2 separate regions of the Mus musculus genome follow, and region 1 is linked to region 2. Evidence: chromatin contacts called from public HiChIP or PLAC-seq data. All regions are on one chromosome and are shown on one strand. Each heading gives the region's core, a stretch centred on a gene start, on an enhancer-like site or on the middle of the called end of the contact. The rest is flanking DNA. Distances are from core to core; before and after follow the strand shown.

Region 1 (3,087 bases), core at 370-2,869, 2.4 Mb before region 2:
AGTTAACAGCTGCTTTAAATATTTTGTAGCAGCTAACTAGAGAAGGCTGTTTGAAAAATGAACACAGCTCTTCTAGAATATTTTCTGGCTTTCTGAATTTGACTGGAAATCTCAAAAATTACCTTAAAATTTTTCTATTAGAATTTGTGACTTTGAAAAATCTCCAAATTTTTAAAGCAGCTTTTCTGACTTTTGTAAGAAAATCTATGAGCTATCCAGAGATCTTGCTGATATATTTTCTACCAAGAGAGCTGTCTCAACCAGAATGAGCTGTCTATAGCAGACTACAGAGCTAATTTCTATCTACAGAGAGCTATCTAGGAAGCTATCTTAAACACAACATAGGCTGTCAGCTAGTAACAAGCCATCTATTTGAATTTGAGTTAATTGTATTCCCACTCCCACACCCCCCCCCCCCCCTTCTCAACTCCCTAAGCATAAGCTGTTTCTTGGAAGCATCCAAATGGGAAAGGAGATGAACTGAGGTGAAAGAGAAGGAAATGGGAGGAAAAGAAGGAGAGCAGGGGATCTCTACTCCTATTACATTGTATGAGAAAATATCCTATGACTAATTAAAGGGGGAATTAATTAGTTAATTTAGTTATTAGAAAAGATTCTTGCTTCTCTTCATTCTTGTAAGTTGACTGATTCTATTATTATATTTTTATTAAGCATTATTATTAATTACTAATTGTTAATATTATTGCTACTGTTGGTTCAAATGAAGATCCTTTTGAATAAATTTAAGAACATCCTTCAAACAGTAAAACCTCAGAGAAAATAACTGAATAAAACCTAATGTAGACAAATCCATAGTTAGGTGAGAAAGTTTTCATAGCATCCACATTCAAGTCCTTACACACAATTAGCAAAAACAGAAATGAAAACTAGAGACGCTTTGTGCTGTAGCTTTAGCAGTTTTCCACCTTTCTCATGGGTATTTGTTTGTATCAAAACAAATATCTACTAGAGAAGAAAGACAAGGTGGTAAAATTTCTAACAGAACAGACTGAGTGCTTACAGTGACAAATACATACCAAACTCCTGTATATAAGTTAGCTTTTCCATCAAGTATTCAAATATTTTACATCATTCCTTTATTAGGAAATATGTCCTATTTTTAATTTTTATGATCACAGGTGATTTTACTTATTCCTCCAGTTGTTGAATGCATCCTATATTTGTGTTCTGAAAAATATATTATACTGTGTCATGTTCCTACAGGCCATTCTTCACAGTAGTTAAATTTTGCCAGGAACTTGGGATTTTTTTTATTATTATAAGTAGTCTACTTATTTCATAATAAAACAACATATGACTATATTGAGTATTTTTATATACTGTTGGTAGATTATTTTGAAGTTGTTTCTTAGAAAATTATTTGGCACTATCACCTGATTAAATCTGAAAATTCTATCTGTTAAACTTTGTATTGAGGCTTTGAAGTGAAAGTCACATTAGATGGGGAATCTGAATTTGTATTGGAAGCCATCGTTCTCAGAAACCTATGTCACTGAACATGTGACAGTAAGGCCCCGCACTTCCTCAACTGAACATTAGAGTTCACAGAAAAGCAGCTTGCAACGAAGCCACAGCATGCAATAAAGTACATACCCCTCTCCAGCATCTGGCTCCACCCCTCAGACCACAGGCATGTATTCCCTTGGGTCTCTGCACTAAGAAGAGTCTTGCAAATAGTCACTTGTAGATTTCCTACCACTTTACTTGCTTTCCCTTACCTTTCTTTAAATTTCTTAGCTCCTGTCTTTTCATGACATTTTCCATCTCACACTGTCTAAATCGAGGAAGAGGTAATGCTGTCATGAGCGGAAGGAATAGTTCTTTACACTGCCCGATCTCAAAGTATCCCACAGAGAAGTAACACTCAACCCATGGTACTATTTAAAATCAGGCACAAAAAAATAACAAAACAGCACAGGGACCTGAGAGTGAAACTGTCCACCTATGGCCATATTGGTGTTTTTTCAAGTGCTAAGAATATACACAAGGAAAAGAACAGTACACGTAGCTAGAAAATTTGGCTTTCCACACTTAGTTGAATGAAAGTAGAGCGTTATTTTTGACCAGAGATAAAATCTACTCAAAATGGATTAAAGACTTAAGTGTATAACCTGAAATGTGAAACAGATGGAGGAAAGCTTAGAGAAAACTCAGCAAGATAATGGAAAGAGCAAGAGCTTCTTTTTTTTTTTTTTTTTTTTTTTTGCTTTTTTTTCCTTTTTTCCTATAAAAGTTTACCAACACCAGAAATAAAACTGAAATCAAATAAATGACACCTTATAAAATTGCCAAAAATCTTTTACATAGCCAAGAAAATTAAAGAATTAACAGAGTAAAAAGAATGCCAAGTATATTCAAATATAGTCTGAATCTTTCTCTGGTAAGAAATTTATTTTTAACATACAGAAAGAAGTTAAAATATCATGACTTATGAATAAACAACCAACCTAAAAATAAGTAATAGATTTAAAGATATCTCTGAAGTAAAACACACAAGTGATTAATCACATATGAAACATTCATTATTCACAACACATATTATTAGTATAATAAAGAATGTGACCAAAATTAGATATTTCTTTACTTCAGTACATTTATCAAAGGCAATGTCTAGTAGATACAAGCCACAAATTGTTAACAAGGACATTGAAACATGAGAAACCTTGTGCATGCTGGTGAGAGTATAGAGTTGTAACTTTGTATGAAATAACAACATTGTGGTTCCTCAATAAAATAAATAAATAATTAAAATCTAGGTTTTGTGATAGGACACAGTAGCAGAACATTGTCCTAACATATACACAGCTATGGATGTGAAATAAAAAAAATATGATGTTGTCAACCCAATACTGTGGCAACCTGGAGGCTATACTCTTTGATACCTCTGTGGAAATTATCAAGCCATAGCAACAAGATGCATGCAAACAAGTTGGCCAAAATTGATGTCCAGCCTAGTGACAAATATATTAAATAAAAACAAAAGATTTTATGTTTTTTTTCAGAAAAATATTTGGAAAATACCCTTTGTAATCAGTGTCTTGAAAAGTTCTATGTTCTAAATCTCTT
Region 2 (3,002 bases), core at 183-2,682:
CATTTGACCAACCATGTCTCACCCAAGCTGGATTTCTTTCACCTTCCAAATGTACAAAGAATCTATTTTTAAACCTCCCTTATGTCTAGGCCCTGCTTACTGAACTGTAAAGTCTGGAGCAAATGGAGTCTTCTGCAGAATGTCTAGAAGCCCTTGGTAGCGCAGAAGACATGTGTATTTCTTCCTTCTCTCCCTTGCTCTCTGGAATGCAGATGTGGGATACTCTTCTGCGGTGACAACATGGAGAACCGCAAATATGGCAGCTATAGCCTCAGGAAGGCAGTATAGTGTTACAGAAGGTGCACGGTCATGATGAACCTGCCATGGATGGCGGTTTCTTTATGTCAAAAATAATCTTCATCAGATTTAAACCATGTCCTTTCAAAGTTTCTGCCACATCCAGTTCTAACCACCTATCACGATTTTTCTAAAATTCCTTCAAACATGCAAATAACACACATTTGAGGGGTTATTTTAGTTTGTTTTACAATGTTGGAGATCAAAAAACAGGTCTTCATCCATGCTCAGCAAGTGTGCTACCACTGAGCTAAATTCCCAGCTCTTTTCTTACTTATTTTTTTTCTTTTGCAACAGGGTCTCATTAAGTTACCCAGAATGATCTTGAATTCACTGCATATCCCAGGCAACTGAGCAGCCTTTGGAGTTTACATTCTCTTGCTTAGCTCCTGAATTAGCAAGCTAGGATTACAGGCCTGTACCCAGCAGCTTGAGCTTAACATGACTTTCAGTAGAAACTTGGCGATAACGAATAGAGCAAACATATAGCTATCTCAATAGAGGCCGTCATTATTTCCAGGTATTTTCTTATCATTTTGACATAGAAATATTTGTCTTTGTCTCCGTGCATACATAAGCCTTCTCATTCCTTTGTAAGCTCGGACTCTCCCAGGTACATGATTCTTTTTTAAATGCAGTCATCTTGTTAATTCACAGTAACTCCAAACTCCACAGTTTATGTAGCTTTATACTGTCAAGTCGTTTCATGTCTTTCTGTCATTCATTCTATTGAAACTACCCCCATAGCCCTGCATCTTACAAGCAACCATGTCACTAGAGCTCTCCTGGTACTCGTACCAGCAAAAGAGCCACTTTCCCTGGAGATAAATTAAGCAATTCCAATAGAAGTAAGAAGCAGCCACAGCCGGGCTCTTAATCGCATTTTCAACTCTATCATTACTTAATTAAGAAGAAGCAAAAATGCAACTGTGAAAATTTAATGAAATCAGAAATGTTCCCTGCAGATTTTACCCGAGTTTCTGTGTACCATAATATATACCTAGAAAGGCCCAGACTCGGAGCTTGCGAATGCTCCTATGACTAACTCAGAACTGGGAACCATCTCTTCCCACTGAGATTTGCTTCAGTGAGCAAGCTAGTTATCCTCCCAGCCTCAGCCAGCATTGAGGATGTGTGCAGACACTGCCACCTACCGCCCACACTCGCTTACTACATCTGTTACGTGAGCCACCTCCTAAGCCTCCAAGGATCCAGCTCCTTTTTAAAACATGGCATGAAATATTTGCTGTCTGTCTTATTCTTTCAGTTCCCCCGCAGCTTCTAACTATTGCGTGTTCCCTACGAGTATTATGTGCTGTCTGTTATCTTACCATAAACCCCAGGTCCTTCCATTTTCTCCTGGACAAAGAATCAAGTCTGCAGTGTTATAACTGTCTGTGTTTTATCTCCATAACAGGTTATCTTTCTATCTTTGGTGCTATCCCCCTTAAACTATACTTTTCTGCTGACAACTGCTTTACTCTCTCTCTCTCTCTCTCTCTCTCTCTCTCTCTCTCTCTCTCTCTCTCTCTCTCTCGCCCCTCCCTCCCCTCCAACTCTCCCTCCCTCCCTCCCTCCCTCCCTCCCTCCCTCCCTCCCTCCCTCTTTCCCTCCCCCTCTGTCTATTGTGGCTACATTTTGTAACCTTTCTGAGAATTCCTGGAAAGAAAGATGAGCTAAAGAATCTGCTCCTTTCTTCATATACACAGCAAACACACACATTCTCTCTCTCTCTCTCTCTCTCTCTCTCTCTCTCTCTCTCTCTCTCTCTGTGTCTGTCTGTCTGTCTGTCTGTCAGTCTCTGTCGATTTCTCTTTCTCTTAAACACACAAACACACATTCACACACAAACAGGCACACACACACACATACCTGGCTGAGATGTCAGGAGACTCCAGGCACTATGTGCAGAGCAGAGCTTACTCAAACTATGCCACTGCATAAAGAACAGAAGAGGGTGCTTATCACAGCAAGGCTGGGATGACAGTAAGAGCTTTCTGATGCTTTTGTGTTGCAACAAACAGCCAGAACAGTGGAGTCACTGAAAGAAGAAGTGCAGATAAAAGCTATCTTTCCTAGGAAGGGGCAGCACAGACTAGAAGGCAGCTGTGCATCTCCTGACCCTGGCCTACTTGGGGGTAGAAAAGATAAAAGAAAAAGAAGAATCTCAAATAGGTTTGACTCTATTCAACCCTCTGCACCATTCCAAGACAGAAACCTCTGACATGTTGGCTATCACAGAGCCCACAGCGTACCTTCCTGCTTTTCTAGAATACCTAAGAGTCTGAGAAGACATCTGTAGAAAGCTTTGCTCCATTCGTTGTCCTCTGATCACCACCTCTCCTAGCTCTTCCTCAGAACTGCTCAGAAATCCCAGGAGAAGAGAAGTAAAGACTAAGAGAAGGAAAGAAAAGGAGAAGGATGACAGGGGTCCATTAAGCAAAAGGCAAATGGCAAACATTCATCAGAAAGTAAATACAGCAAAGTAAGTGAGAACTGTTATCCAACCCCTGGCAAGACCGTGAGTGTGTGTCCTTTCAGTATGCACACACCACATCAAAGCTCGATTTTATCTAGATTTGATGCCTAAATAGGTGGTTTTCTGATGTGTCATTTCAGGTGTCTTCTTGGTCTCCTTAAGAAAATGCCTTAAATTACCTAAGCCTTCCTGGCTTTCCTGAAAAGATACAAATATGTGAAATTTT

What was found. HiChIP or PLAC-seq counts read pairs in DNA pulled down with a chosen protein or histone mark.
Region 1: a RAD21 HiChIP or PLAC-seq map of pro-B cells shows a contact between it and region 2, with 11 times the contacts expected there. The contact joins two enhancer-like sites. A contact is called at or near these places in 1 of 39 promoter capture datasets (cranial neural crest) and 1 of 15 datasets of contacts at CTCF or cohesin (pro-B cells).

Annotation. Positions count from the first base shown.
Region 1 is chr1:146,806,498-146,809,584 of GRCm38.p6, reverse strand. The region is part of intron 6 of Brinp3 (bone morphogenetic protein/retinoic acid inducible neural specific 3); the gene reads right to left. Among named protein-coding and RNA genes, the nearest start is that of Brinp3, 310 kb to the right of the region's middle. Within about 2 kb of position 1,619, at least 8 of the 459 cell types and tissues checked have an H3K27ac peak or open chromatin away from gene starts, as enhancers often do. A contact at or near this core is called in pro-B cells, where this site is marked.
Region 2 is chr1:144,405,266-144,408,267 of GRCm38.p6, reverse strand. No RefSeq gene overlaps it. Among named protein-coding and RNA genes, the nearest start is that of Rgs1, 160 kb to the right of the region's middle. Within about 2 kb of position 1,432, at least 9 of the 459 cell types and tissues checked have an H3K27ac peak or open chromatin away from gene starts, as enhancers often do. A contact at or near this core is called in pro-B cells, where this site is marked.